Regions from separate parts of the Mus musculus genome. Here all the other regions are linked to region 1. A link is a contact called in public Hi-C and HiChIP or PLAC-seq data. All regions are on one chromosome and are shown on one strand. The core of a region is the stretch at or near the end of the contact, and the rest is flanking DNA. Distances in the headings are between cores, read along the strand shown. Region 1 overlaps Jade1 (jade family PHD finger 1). Region 2 has its middle 71 kb from the start of 1700052H01Rik. Region 3 has its middle 37 kb from the start of 1700052H01Rik.

The links. A called contact is a pair of places that touch in the nucleus more often than the background predicts. HiChIP or PLAC-seq counts read pairs in DNA pulled down with a chosen protein or histone mark.
Region 2: a Hi-C map of the N1E-115 cell line shows a contact between it and region 1, with 3 times the contacts expected there. The contact joins two enhancer-like sites. A contact is called at or near these places in 1 of 39 promoter capture datasets (liver), 4 of 484 Hi-C or Micro-C datasets (the N1E-115 cell line, embryonic fibroblasts, muscle stem cells and 1 more), 2 of 115 datasets of contacts at active chromatin or transcription factors (fibro-adipogenic progenitors and pancreatic cancer cells) and 1 of 9 other capture datasets (adipose tissue).
Region 3: a contact with region 1 is called in an H3K27ac HiChIP or PLAC-seq map of trophoblast stem cells, with 9 read pairs. The contact joins two enhancer-like sites. A contact is called at or near these places in 3 of 115 datasets of contacts at active chromatin or transcription factors (extraembryonic endoderm stem cells, pancreatic cancer cells and trophoblast stem cells) and 2 of 9 other capture datasets (adipose tissue and pancreatic islet).

The regions. Positions count from the first base shown.
Region 1 is chr3:41,597,636-41,602,507 of GRCm38.p6, forward strand. Jade1 (jade family PHD finger 1) reads left to right here. Exons shown (of 11, transcript NM_001130184.1): 7 at 2,387-2,554; 8 at 3,732-3,848. Among named protein-coding and RNA genes, the nearest start is that of Jade1, 44 kb to the left of the region's middle. Within about 2 kb of position 2,261, at least 40 of the 459 cell types and tissues checked have an H3K27ac peak or open chromatin away from gene starts, as enhancers often do. A contact at or near this core is called in the N1E-115 cell line, liver, muscle stem cells and 1 more, where this site is marked.
Region 2 is chr3:41,282,805-41,287,676 of GRCm38.p6, forward strand. No RefSeq gene overlaps it. Among named protein-coding and RNA genes, the nearest start is that of 1700052H01Rik, 71 kb to the right of the region's middle. Within about 2 kb of position 2,352, at least 131 of the 459 cell types and tissues checked have an H3K27ac peak or open chromatin away from gene starts, as enhancers often do. A contact at or near this core is called in the N1E-115 cell line, liver and muscle stem cells, where this site is marked.
Region 3 is chr3:41,316,575-41,321,446 of GRCm38.p6, forward strand. No RefSeq gene overlaps it. Among named protein-coding and RNA genes, the nearest start is that of 1700052H01Rik, 37 kb to the right of the region's middle. Within about 2 kb of position 2,362, at least 72 of the 459 cell types and tissues checked have an H3K27ac peak or open chromatin away from gene starts, as enhancers often do. A contact at or near this core is called in trophoblast stem cells, where this site is marked.

The DNA of each region.
Region 1 (4,872 bases), core at 1,011-3,510:
GCTCTTAACTGCTGAGCCGTCTCTGACTCCCTTTTCGTGAGCATTATTTCAAGGTGGCAGTAGACCCACCTTGGTGGGGGCTTGCTGTTGTCTTTTAGTGAAGGTAATTTAGAAAGCTTAAGCATAGATACAGGGGCCTTTTACCCCTCATGTAACTTAACAGATTTATTATTACTTTGTGGTGGTGTGTGTGTCTGTCTATCTGTCTGTCTGTGTGAATGCTGGAGGAAGTGAAAGTTGGATCCCCTCAGCTGGGCATATAGGTTGTGAGATATCTGATATAGGTGCTGTGAGCCACACTGGGGTCCTTGAAGGGCAGCAAGTGCCTTTAACCACACAGCTGTCTGTCTGTCGAGTTCTGTATTTGACTTTGAATGTGGTGGTCAAGTGATGTGGATTTGCGTGGGGACATGTGTACCAGGCAGTTTTGTGATTTAGAAAACTGTCCTGACGTACTTTTCTGTGAGGCCATCAGTGACTCTCGGAGAAAGTGGAAAGTTGCTTGTGTGACCTGAGCTCTGTGTTTTATTATTGTTCTTTAAAATAGCCCTGGCTGCCTGTATCTCAGTGTATAGGCCAGGATAGCCTCCAACTGAGATAATCCTCCTGCCTCTGCCGCTGAGTGCTGAGATCACACATACTCACTGCCACACTCAGAGATCTGGGTTACCCCTTTCTCTATAATTCACCTCTAGGGCTTTAGAAAACTCCATGGCTTCACCAGCGGTGGCCCCGTCTCAGCTCATCTTCACAGGGAACCCTGAGACGGACCTGTTTTGTATCTGGGCTTTGTGGTCCAGAGGGCGTCTTGCCCTGGAGTCCCTGTGGAGGTGTGTGTGATGGGAGGCCACACGACTGCCACTGTTGCTGCTGCCTCTCATTGACCTAGTGACCCTGAAGTCTTCTGACATTTGCTGTTACGAGATTTCTGCTTGAAATCCAGTTGTGCTCTGTGCTTCAGAAGTCTGTAAGCTGCCATCAGGGCTGTGTGCCAACACCTTAGCATGTGGGTGGCAGAGTTGGCCCTGATGACTTCCGCTTCTTCTGCTCTCGACACTTCACGCTCACTTTATTTTACTTTCCGTGAGATTCTTCATGGCTTGTCTTTAAGGCATACTTGATTAGTGTAGATGTGCCTTTCCAGTAAACGAGATCCTCGCTTCAAAGGGAGCTCTAGAACGCCATGGCGTTTGAAGCCCTCCTACTACTGTTGAGATCTGTAAGAACACTGCTTTGCTGGTAGACTTGTTGACCACTGCTCATTCGTGGCCGCGCGGAGCTCTCAGGACTGCGGTGTTACTGTTTCTTTGCTGAGCTCCGCTCTCATCCTTGTGTTTTCCTTCTTGTGTCCTGGGCGTTCGGATTTCATGGTGGCTGTGCTGTTTCTGCCTGGAGAAATAGAGCCAGGTTCCTGTGACTTCCGACTTGCAGTTCATTTAAGGATAACGTTGTGAACTGTCTGGGTTTTAAAGGGCTGTCTGAGCACACTCCCGGTACTACCATGGGTTTGTTTATTTACTCCCCTTATTGAAACATTTGCTTTTTCTTTCTTTAAACCAGCATAATGATTTCAGTTGTAAAAGCCTTAATTTCTGCAGTTTGGGTTGTCTTGTGTAATTTTGCCAACTTGTGCAAAACAGGCTTTGTTTTTAAACATCAGCGAAAGAAACCAAACTCTCATTTTGAAATGTCTCGCTCTTCTGCGGCTGTCTGTTCGCATGAACTCTGTTGGACTCCAGTAGGAGGAGTGTGTCCAGCTTGAGCAGCGAATGGTTGCCCAGCCACTATCACCTTGGCTTTGGTGCTTTGTTTTGCCTTCGTTCCGTGTCACGCCCATCATGAAAGCAGAGAGAGGTCTGTTGTACCCTCTTGAAGCCTGCAGCCAGGTTGGAGCATTGGCTGCTCAGTGGTTGGAACTGTCTTATGGCTGGGTCTCTTCCGCACCACAGCAACACTCGTTATTTTAGGATCCCTCTTGTCAAGTTCTTGGGACTTCCTGTGCTGAAGACACATGTGGCGTGTCTTTGGAGCTCAGGCACATGGGTGCTTGGAGGTGGGCTGGCATATTTCCTCGAGGGTCAGGATCACAGTTAGGTGGATATGGGCATGTCTACTTTGGTGTGGCTCTGTGAAAATCCTTCTAGATTGTTTTTCAGTTCACAAATAGGGGCTGGGCGATGCCTCGTAAGACTTGCTGACCGCCCTTCAAGAGAACAAAGGCTTGATTCCTAGATCCCACATTGGCTGCTTACAGCAGGCCATTACTCCAGTTCTAGGGGATCCAGCACCCTCTTTTGGCCTCTGTGGGCATTACACAGTGTGTGGCACAGTGATATATAGAGGCAAGACACCCATACACATAAATAACAAAGTTGTGGCCTTACAGGCTTGCTATGGGATCCTCAAGGTGCCAGAGGGCAGTTGGCTATGTCGTACATGTGCCCTGGGAGTTCAGCCAAAATGTTTGCTGTGTCCCAAGAAAGGCGGAGCTATGAAGCCGACCCGCAGCGGAACCAAGTGGGTCCACGTCAGCTGTGCCCTGTGGATCCCTGAGGTAAGCCTGCTTTCTGATAGCATCTTAATTGAGACAGTCCTGGTTTCCTGCTGGGGTTGGGTAGGTGGGAGTGAGTGACTCACAGGCAGCAGTAGAGCTGCTGGGTCCCCTCTGTCCCCAAGCTGATCCTGAGCAGAGCGGGTCTGTGGAGGGGCTTCCTGGAGGCAGCAGTGGCCTGGTGTCCACAAATAGCCCCACTTTTCCATTTCTGGAAACCCTCACGTAGATGACAGCACTCACAGGCCAGGCCTGGCACCTTCACGGCTCTGTCCTGAGGGTAGCCATGCTACTGTCCCTGCCAGTTTGTGTTTGCCAAACTCCGAGTGCAGTACCACAGTGCCCTAGGTCACACTTCTGTGAGCTTTATTTAAATTCTTCCTCGGCTTCCACCTTGTTAATTTCAGGTCTGCTCTAATTTATTTCCAGTCCCAGACCTTAACTAATTTAATTTGCATGGCTTGTGATGAGAATATCATTTGTCATTTAAATTCCAGTATTTTTGGTGTGTGATTTGCTGCATTTTTTTTCCCTCCAGAGGAAAATTGCCTGGGTATGATTTACATGGGAGTTTCACTGGATCTTTTGGTTTAATATTAACCAGTTTGCAGTTCATTATTCCATATTTATCTTGCTAGATTTTTACTTTTAATATAGTTATGTGTTCTGATGTAATACTATTAAATATAGTTTATCTCTTTGCTCATTCTATTATTTAAATATGTTTACAATGGGTTTTTAGTCCTTAAAAATTCTTGTCAATCTAAAGTCTTTTTTTAAAAAAGATTTTATTTATTTGATATATATGATGTACTGTAGCTGTCTTGAGACACACCAGTAGAGGGCATCAGATCCCATTACAGATGGTTGTGAGCCATCATGTGGTTACTGGGAATTGAACTCAGGACCTCTGGAAGAACAGCCAGTGCTCTTAACCTCTGAGCCATCTCTCCAGCCCCTAGCCTTGTTACGATAAGATAGATGTTTTTGCTATCAGATACTTGAAAGAAGTGAAAACTTGTAGAGAGGTCTATAAAGACTGGCAAGCTGGTATCAATGGGGGCTGATCTCTGGGCTCTGCTGCTGCTAGTCCAGAGCTGGGCCCTGGGGCTAGCCCTCAGGTCTGTGTTACGACTCTGATTATCCGTGTCATGCCCATCTGGCTATTTTGGATCTTTAGGTAAGCATTGGCAGCCCTGAGAAGATGGAGCCCATCACAAAAGTGTCTCACATTCCCAGCAGCCGGTGGGCGCTTGTGTGCAGCCTCTGCAATGAGAAATTCGGGGCCTCCATACAGGTAACAATGGCTCAGTAAGCGTAGCTTTGTTTTCCTCCTCTGTGTGCTAGGGAGCAGGGTGGGGGAGGAGGCTCTACACAGCATTCATTGGAGGGTTAGGAGGAGGAAGGTTATCTGGAAATCTGCCTGGGTTTGGAGGCAGTTCCAGTTTGTCTGGCCTAAGCCTAGTAGAGTCCTCTTCTTTTCATAAGCAGACATTCCTGGTAAGAACCGAGGCTTAGATACTCTTGACTGTGGCACTTGAGTTGTCTAGCCTTCCACTGTAGTCTCATTACCACAGACCAGTCTCACAGACCAGAAGTCCTCAGGGCTCCCTGCTGGGGATGCCTGTAGCTGAGGTAGGTGTTGGGCAGGCCTCTGCTTTTACACCGGGAGGGAGTCTGGAGCACACACACACTGCTGCCCTAGTGAACCAGCCAGCATGTAAAAGGCTGATTGATTGCATTTACATGGCCAGGTACAGGTAAGTACAGAAAGTCACGAGGTATGCAGAGTTAATGGGAAAATGGTATCTGTGTGTTGTCTGAAACTCTTGAGTAATTGATTTCTGGGGTTCATTCATTCATTGATATCTAGTCGGTTATGATTTGAGGCCTAGAACACTGTGTTGAAGGTTAATTTGGACTCCAGCAGGGACCCAAGTAGGCCTCAGATTCTTCAGTTTTTGGTTTGTCTGTTTGCTTTTGTTTGTTTGTTTGTTGTTGAAATCTGGTGGACAGAAACACTGTTTGGGCAGCTTCTTTCAATATAGAGAATACAACAGGTACAGGCATGACTTGACAAGTGTGGCCCTGGCTTTAAAACAGTTTCTTCATTTGGTGGAATATGCTATATTTTGGTTGAGCAATGATTCTTTGAGTAAGGTGCCCAAACCACTGACTGGTATTATATCCCCTCCCCTCCCCTCCCCCCTCCCCCTTTTTTTCCTCTTTATTTTGGTTTTTCACGACAGGGTTTCTCTGTAACTCTGGCTGTCTTTAAACTCATTTTGTAGACCAGGCTGGCCTTGAACTCAAGAGGTCGG
Region 2 (4,872 bases), core at 1,102-3,601, 310 kb before region 1:
CCATGAGGCTCACTGGTTATACAAGCTGTTGGACCTCTTAAGGACTTTGACATAAGGACCACTTTCTGCCGAGTAAGAATTAGCAGTTTAAAAGGAGTGCACTTAACAGAGCCATGTAAGTATCAGTTTCTGTATGTCATTATAAGCCAGCCTTTTAATTTAAAAAAAAAAAAAACTGGACTGTATTGCTTTGTGTGCACACTTAAACGAGGTCCTTAAAGGGAGGTCTGAGCAGTCTTCAAAGGCTTACCATCAAAGGGTTGTTTACTGCTGTTGTTTGTAAATGAATATCCAAGGCCTCAACAGGATGTGTCCTTCTTGTTCTGGGCACAAAGACACTGCTCCTCATGATGCTCAGGACCCAGGATTCCCCCAGGCATCCATTCCTCCTCCATCTCCCTCGCCCCACCTCACTAATCCAATGCCAACCACGCGGAGAAGATAGAGGTTTCAGTGGAGTGCCTCGCTGGCCTTAGTAATACCTACTATTTATTGAGCCCTTCAGACCAAGCTCTGCGTTCTCCTTTTAGTTCGTTTGTTTTAATCCCTCTTTCCTGACAGCTCAGCAAGGTGGAGAGCATAACTATGCCCCATTTTACAGATAATGAAATCTAAGCTTAGACAGCCTGAGTGATTGGCCTATGTCTGTCAGTCACTCAATAGCTACATTCCGCTGTTATTCCTTAGCCACCGGCAGCTGAGATGGGACATAGCTTCAGGTTGCCTGACTCAAACCTCTCATCCACCATCACACACCCTTGTTCTCTAATAGGAGAACACTCCTAACATGATGACCATGCCTCCTTTCTCACTCAAAAGTTCCCTGGTTACCGTGTATGCAGGTGCACATATGCACATGTAGAAGAGAGAGGCCAACCACAGTTGTTACTCCTCAGGGGCTGCCCCAATTCCATTTTTGTTTTCTTTTTTTTTTTTTAGGCAGGGTTTCTCATTGGCCCAGAACTTTCTGAATAGGCTCGTCTTGCTGGCCATATTGCCAGCCCTAGAGATTCCTGTCTTCCGCTCCGTAGAGTGGGATTCTAAACACATGCCACCACCACACCTGGCCTGCGCTTCCTGTCCCTTCTCCCCCCCCCACCTTTGGTGGGCAATGGAACTCAAGTCACCATGCTTCTTCTCCCTTCTCCTCCCCTTCTTCAGTGGGAGATGGAGCTCAGGCCACCAGGCTTAACGCATCCTTAGTTTCACGTCCGTGGCTGAGACAAAACACCCTGACCAAAAGCAGTTTAGGAGAGAGGGGCTCATTGTAACTTAAGAGTCCAGGTTACATCCATCATAGCAGGGACATAAAGGCTGCAGGACCTTAAACCAACTGGTCACATCCTACCCACAGTCAAGAGCAGAGAGAAATTAATGTGTGTGTGTACTTAATACTCACCTAGCTCTCTCTACTTTTCTATAATCCCGGACCTCAAACCAAGGAATGGTGCTGCCCACTTTCAGATTGAGTCTTCACACATCAATTACAGCAATCAAGATTATCTCCCACACACAGGCATACAGGCCAACCTGTTCTAGATGGTTCCTAGTTGAGTCTTTTTCCAGGTAGGTTGTATCTGGCTGACAGTCACCATGCAAGGCAAGCCTTGTACTCATTGAGCTTCTGTCCCTGCACCCATGGCTTGGCTCCTTTTTTTTTTTTTTTTTTTAGATTTGTATTTGTATTGTTTTATGTGCATGAAAATTTGATTGCATGTATGAATATGTACCACATGCGTGCCTGGGACCATTCTTGGCCAGAAAAGAGGGTCAGATCCCTGAAACTGGACTTAAAGATGGTTGTAAGATGCCTTGTGGGTGCTGGGATCTGTCCCCAGGTGCTCTGCTAAAGCAGCAAGGACTCATAGCCTGTGAAGCATCTCTAGCCCACCATCATCCCATGGTTCTTTTAATATTTCACACATGTGGCTTTTCCTGGTTCGTTTACATAAAATGACACAAGAAAGGCCAGTCCTCTCTTTCAGGAACAATTCATCATGCATTTGAAAATCCTCTGTAGAAGATTCACAGCAACTTTTCCAGAGACTGAACTCAATGTGGCTGATTCAAAAGGGCAATGTCCTCCAAAAGCAGGCTGGGTAGCTCGCAGCTCCATCTAGGTGCACGTCTCTCGGAGCTAGCAAGTGAGTCAGCAGAAGCCCACAGACAATGATGTGTTTGCTCTTCGAACGATGAGTCAGCCATGATAAATGGCCGGCTTTCGTCTGGTCCCTGACGTCTTCACAGAATATTAATTGCCCTGTTGCTTCCCGTTCCACACAGCTGGGTGGGATTGCTACCAGCCACAGTGCTGAACGCTTACATATTTCAGCCCAGCCCAGAAAGGTTTCCTGTGGTGGGTGAAATGACAACATGCACAAAGGTCAAATTCCAGATGTGAGAGTCTGAACTTCTCCCAGCTCGGGGAAAACATCGCCTCGACATGATCTCAGAGGATTTTCAGTACAGATTTAAGGCCAGCATCTCTGGAAAGATGCGAGCTTGTCAGTCTAAGAGGATGCCAGCGTGCTCTGTGTGCATTTATCCAAGGCTTTGAGACCACCTATTGCACTCCAGAGCCAAGGGAGCAGGGGAAGAGGGGGTTGTTCAGGAGTTCCTGCGTGAGGGGCCTGGCTCTACATCTTGCTTCTTGGCCTTGGCCTTCGAAGTCATTTTGAGATGAGGAGTTCATTCTGGATTAATACCTTGGCTGGACACAGTGCCAAAAAAAATGGTGGGAAGAGAGCACAGCTGTGCGGTGGGGGAATTTCCTGTTTGTGTGGTAATTCATCTGTTTATGCTGTCTTCCTTATCCATTTCAATTATGCATGTGTGCTCTGCATGCATATGTATGCGTGTTTGTATGCCTGTGTCCGTGTGCATGTTCAAGTGCATGTGGGGGTTGAGGTCAGTTGTCATTCCCATATACTCTTCCATTTTATACTTTGCATAGGGGTCTGTCAATCAAACAGAGAACTCAGCATTAGGGCTAGGCTCCCTAGCCGGCTTGCTCAGGGGACCCCATTTCTGCCTTCCCGAGCTGGAATTAAAGGTTGGCTGCTACTTCCACCTGACATTTATGTGGGTTCTGGGGAGCTGAACTCCACACATCATATTTGTGTGGTAAGTGTTTTAACCACTGAGCTATCACCTCCCCAGGCCCCCATTTATTCTTTCTATAAAAGTTCTTATCACATTTGCAAAATTGACTCTCAGCATATTCACAGGTGATAAGAAAACGTAGCTTATTTTTTTCTTTATTAACTGATACCATGATCCTGCTGCGTTTCTACCAGTAGACTCCAGGGTGGGAATTAAATTTTAGCCTCGCTGTGTAAACATAACCAAATTAATCTAGGTAAATACTGTCTGGGTTTTATCTTTCAGAAGCCCTTTTTCTATCTCTGCTCCAATGCAAACTGGCCTCTGAGTACGCATTTGGGGGTGGATGAAACTCATCAAAAATAGGTGTTACAGAGTCGCTGTAGCAGAGCAGCTCATGTTGTCTGCTCTCCACATGGGAACTACCAAAGGATACAATACTATTGGCGTACCAGTGTCTGCCATTCCAGCCTGTGGCCCAGCCACTGACCCAGCTCAAGGCCCATGCCTGGAGTGGAGAAGTAGAGCAGGCTAGCTTCGGCCTGACCTCATTCCGGATGCTCCCCCAATACTTTCTCCAGGGGAATTGAGCTCTCAAATGAGAAGTGTCAGCGAATTTCCCTACAGGAATGCTGTGTCACTAATTGTCACCGATTGTCAGTGGCTAAAACAAGTAACCATTCAGTCACTCACGAAGTCATCTCAGGTCCTCTCCAGACTCTTTCTCTGAAGCACAAAAGACTCCCCAGACATTATATAAATAAATAAACATGTCTATGTTTCAGTAAAACAATATATATGGATAGCAGAATTTGAACATTGCTTGGGTTCATGTATTATGAAATACTATATTTTTATGTTTTTTTTTAATTAATACATTTATTTGGTTTGTGGTTGTTTGTGTACATGGTGACTGTATGGAAGTCAGAGTCCACCTTATGGACTCTGGGGATTAAACCCAAGTTGACAGGTTTAACAGCACATACCCTGCTCACTTGTTGGGCTATCCTGTTAGCCCTTTTCTAAGTTTGCGTTGTTTCTTTATTGTTTTGGGGTCGAGGTCTTGCTATGTAGCTTATGCTGGCTTTGAATTCTCAGCAATTCTCTTGACAACATCTCTTAAGTGCTCAGATTACAGGTTTGTGTCACCATGTCCAGCCTAGCTTGAACCCTTGTTCTGAGTCTACGCAGGGATGGGTGTAGCTGCTTTGGGCTGTGAGTTAGCCAGGCAGCTCTGTTCATTCTGACAGGGTACACACTCAGGACTGTGGACTGGTTCACCGTTAGCTGACCTAGCATAGGCTTGGCTGGAATGTCTGTGATCAGTGACCTCTGCTTCCAACTCCATCATCAGGCTAGCCCGCAAATGTTCTTGTCATGGCAGAGGCACACATGTGCAAGCAGCATTGTGCAAGCAGCATTAGAAGCTCCTGTTCAATTCTATCTGTTAATAACCCACAGCCAAAGCAAGGTGACAAGCTGGAGACAGAATTGGGTGGAGCAGAAGACATGCCAAGGTACTTGGCGAAAAGCGATGTGCTGGGGCCATTAGCACAATCAAAGAACCTAAACCAGGAAGAATTTTAAGTCCTATTTGGGATCCATAGGTGTGTGAAGCAACTGTGATGTGAGGGGAGAGCATGTACAGAGGCTTGGCGGCATGGTGAAGCTTGCTGCTTCTGGCTGTTGAAGTGTACTGATGAAAGGGGAGTAGCAAAAAGCAGGCTGATATCAGAGAAAACTGGCAATTCCTGGTAACGTATCAGATGC
Region 3 (4,872 bases), core at 1,112-3,611, 280 kb before region 1:
CCAAAATATCACAAAAACAGTCTCCAGGCCACATATTGAAATTCTCCACTGAAACCCCTTGGGCAAGGTCTACACAGTTCAAATCACTCTCAGTAGCTAAATCTTCCATATTCCTACTAGGATAACCCATTAAGCCCAATTTAAAGCATTCCACTGCTTTCCAAAGTCCTCAAATCCATATTCTTCCAAACAAAAGCATGGTCAGGCCTGTCACAGCAATACCCCAGTCCCTGGTACCAACTTACTTCTTAGGGTTTTACTGCTGTGAACAGACACCATGACCAAGGCAACTCCTATAATAAGGACAACATTTAATTGGGACTGGCTTACAGGTTCAGAGGTTCAGTCCATTATCATCAAGGCAGGAGCATGGCAAAATCCAGGCAGGCATGGTGTAGGCACAGCTGAGAGTTCAACATCTTTATCTTAAGGCTGCTAGCAGAATACTCTGCCATGTTGATTCTTAATGATACCAGTGGTAAGACACTCCCCCTCAAAGAGGTAGAATTCCCTGCACCCAGAACTGCAGCTCTGGACTGACCTCAGGATGGGGGTTCAGGATCATTTATGTTTTCTGCACTGGAGCCCACAGTGGAAGTATCCAGAGTCCAGTCTTTTCCCTGTTACTGAGGCACAGACCAGCAGTGGGAAAGCAATGCTACTTTGAGGGGGAGTGGGACCCCAGCTAGAGCCCTGCATTTGTCTTTCTTATTACTGCTGTAATCAATCACCATGACCTCAGTGGCTCACGACAGCACAAATGCACACCCCTAGCAGTTCCAGCCATCAGGAATACGAAAGGGTCTCACTGGGCTGAAGCCAAGAAGGTGTCAGCAAGATTTCCTCCTTTTAGGAGTCTCTACGGAGGAACTGTCTTTCCTGCTTTGAGAGGCCACCTGCATTTCTTGGCTTACGGTGCCTCCTTCCTCTTTCAAAGGCTGCAGCATAGCATCTTCCTGTGGTGCTCTCACTGGGATCCTCACTCCCTTTCTCTCCCTCCTTTCCAAGGACCCCTGTGACTACACTGGACCACCTGGATAATCCAAGATGATCTCCCATCTCCAACTTAGTCCTGTCTGCATGGTCCCCTTTGCCAGATAAGGTGGCTGGCTCACTTATGGGGTCTGAAGATTAGGGTGCAGGCATCTTTGGGGTGCTTTATCCTGGGTAGGACAAGTTATTACGGTGGATATGGGATCAGAAGCACATTCCTATCCTGGGGCAGCTGTGTGGGAGGGAGACAGGTCAGTGCATCTGGGCTAGCGCAACCCTGCTAGGAGTAGAGCGCGAACATGCTTACCCCAAACACAGAGAGTCATGGCTTCTGCTAACTAAAAGGCAGGCCTGTTTTACATGCTGCAAATAATACATAGCATTTATTTAAGGCCTCTTCGGAACAAGCTGTTTCTGCCTCCGATGTGGCTCTGTGGCTACTCAGCTGACTTCTGTGAGCCTTCCTCAATGTTCTCTTACAGCTTGCCTAGAGTGTGTGAGCTTTTCATTTCTCATTTAAACATGGGCTCCCATTCTGCAATGTGTAGTCTGTGCATTAAACATCCACAACCAAATTGCTTAATACCCACTTTTAAAAAAAATCATCTCCTCTAAATGAAAGCTCTTCAAACACCCAGACCTCATACTGGTTGAATGGCACACCCAGACCCTTTCCACCAGTTTGGTTGCAGGTGGGGTGGAGGGTTGTCATGGGCGACACTGGTTCCTGTCAAATTCCAAATCTCAGTGCTTTTTTTCAAGTGGAGCAAGGGAAAGGGCTATAACGACCACTCATTGTAAACTGAACCACCTTGCAGCGGGGAGGTGGGACCCAGGGAGCAGTGGGACGAGCAAGAGCCAATCTGAGAGCCCGAGAGTCACCTTCTAATTGCCTTCTCCATGACAGCGTCATAAGCTTCTTTATGGTGGTTTTATTTCACAGTGACCTGCCACGCTGCTGTAATTCTCCCAGTGTCAGTCATGCAGGTTTTAAAAGATGGTTGGTTTTATGGCTTTTATTTGGGAATTTGTCAGGGTTTCACATTACGGAAGCCTTCAAGCAGCAGCCTAATAGGCCATAATTTGGTGTTTAAAGGGATATTGCCAAGTAACCTGCCTGGGCCTGCAGGTGCCTCTAGCAACTGAGTTCTTAGGCTCAGAGGGGAAATCTCCATAATTTCCTTTACACTACAGTAAACCTTTACTGTCAGAAACTTCTATTCGAAATTCCAAAGGACTCCTGGCATCCTGAGACCTGGGAGAGCCTTTCAAGTTCTGTGAGCAGCTTGCTATTGAAGCTCGGTTCCCATGAAATGGACTTTAGGTGTTAGCAAAGCCACGCTCAGGTTAGTGCATTCTGGCAATTGGAGCTGACGTACCTGCTTTATGACTCATAGTCTGGCAATGACAGTGCTAGGCCCTGAGTCATCCTCCTCCTCCTTGTTGTCCTCTTCCTTTTCTTTGTCCTCTTCCTCCTCCTTCCTCTCTGTCCCTCTCTGTCTCTGTCTGTCTCTCTGTCTGTCTCTCTGTCTGTCTGTCCCTCTGTCTCTGTTTCTCTGTCTCTCTGTCTGTCTCTCTGTCTGTCTCTGTCTCTCTGTCTCTGTTTCTCTGTCTCTCTGTCTCTCTGTCTGTCTCTCTCTCTCTCTCTCTCTCTCTCTCTCTCTCTCTCTCTCTCTCTCTCCCACAACCCCCCCACCCCCTTAGGATCTCAATGCCCCTAACAGATGTTTTTAAACATCACGCTTCTGAGGACTGTTTTGGCCTTTTGCCACTGTGTGTACTCATAGGTTTAATGAGAAAATTGATGCCTCCCAAGCACTCTTCCCAAGGGGGAGCAACTGGTCTCCTTGTGCAGATGGTGGGCGTTCCCTAGGCCAGTATGCTGTGTGTAAGAGAGTGCACACACACACACACACACACACACACACACACACACACACACTTTACCCCAGCTCCTTTCTCTCTCTGTGGCCTCAGCTTGGTACACACACTGGAGTTAATCACAGATGGCTGCTTCTTCTTCAGTATGCCTCTGCAGAGCCTCGAGTTTATCTGAGCAGTGGGCCATCTTTCTGGGGTGACCTCTGCCATACAGGAGGCTGGTGTGCTTTAACTCTCATTTCTTGGTGAGTCTCCTCCTGAGTTCACTGCATGGTTGTTGTGGGGGTAGAGTAGGGCTCTTCCCAGAAGACGCCTCTGATAGTATCTTTGAACATATGCTGTTGATTAACCGAGAAAAGAAAAGACTCTTCACTTCTCCCATTTGGAGGTTAAAGTAGGGGGGCTTGTCTAAAACAGATTGTGGCAAATTGTGGGTTTATTTGAACAGTATGTCAACGTTACTTACTCATGGGAGAGAAAACTTTCAGATTGATAGGTTTCTTTTAATTACCTCATCCTGGAGGTTGCGCTCCACAAACAAGAGATTTCAAACGCCATTTGGGTACATCTGAAAGGGCAAGATTGGAAACCTAGCAAGAATACCTTTGAAAACCTTTCCATAGTTCTAAAAACAAGAAACCCTGATCGGAGTACACTGTGCCTCTCAGCAAACTGGACACTGCCCTCAGTGATCTCAGTGCCTCTTGTAAAAAAGGTGGGTTGTGGAATTGTCACATGACACTGACAATCCCTTTCTGTGGCTAGGTATTACTACCAGGTACTCAGACCAGAGCAGCCTTCTTTAATCCCACAATACCAGTACCTTCCTCTTGAGTTCTGTCCATGAAGCACAGGAGATGAACGAAAGTGTCAGCCATTGGAAGAGTTCCAGGCAGATCAGAAGAGTTCTCACAAATTTAGGCCAAAGAACATTTTCTTAAACAAGCTAGCTCTCCATTGATTGGCTGGGTCTATCTGTCTGTCTGTCTATCTATCTATCTATCTATCTATCTATCTATCTATCTATCTATCATCTATGTCTATATCTATATTTGTATCTATATAGAGAGAAATACATAGATAGATAAAGATAGAGATAGAGATACCTATATCTATCATTTATCTTTGTTTTAAAGACAAGATCTCATGTAGCCCAGGCTATCCTTGAATACCCTCTTATAATGGAGGTTGACCTTGAACTCCGCATCCTCCTGCCTCTGTCTCCCAAGTTCTAGCATCACAGATGTGTGTCACTGTGCCTGGCAATTGCTTGGTCTCGACTTGATGAAAATGGTCTAGTAGACCATAATCATTTCTTGAGCCAGGATGTGCTTAGGAGTAGACACAAGCAGCTGAGAAAAGAGGGGACAAAGACATCCACAAAAAGATGGCAGCCTTTGCTCTGCACTCAGTGAATGGCCTTTTGGGACGTTCTCTTCAACACAGCATGTAGTATTCTACTCCCCCCCCCCCACACACACACACACATCCTACCTCTCATGTTGATAGAAATTGTGGGTGGTGGGAAGGAGGAATTTCAGGGCCTAAAACCCAAAGCCTGTATGAATTTGGTGCTCTACACTCTGTGGTTCACCTGGGCTTTAAGTCTTGGGGATATCCTGTACTTCAGGTATGTTTTCCTTGTCATAGCGTATGGTACTGGCTTTACTCCTAGGAAATATACACTGAGCATTCCGTTGAGAGTATTTCATCTGAAATGATGCTGATGAACGTGTACTGCTGCTAAATATTGAAACATCTGTGGCTCGGCTCATCATTGCCCAGCCCCACTGAATATTCCCTCATTCTGGCTCATTCCTGGAGCCTTCCTGGCTCCGTCCCTAATGCCTATGACTTTGAGGACCTCAGGGCCTGACTGAGAAACTGCAGTGTTCCTGAAGCCTCACCAGTAGCCAGGATGCTGCACTCAGTCTCGGGCATGTGTGTGGTGAGTCTCTGAGCCTCAGAGGCTCCCCTAGCGTCTTCCCATCCTCCAGG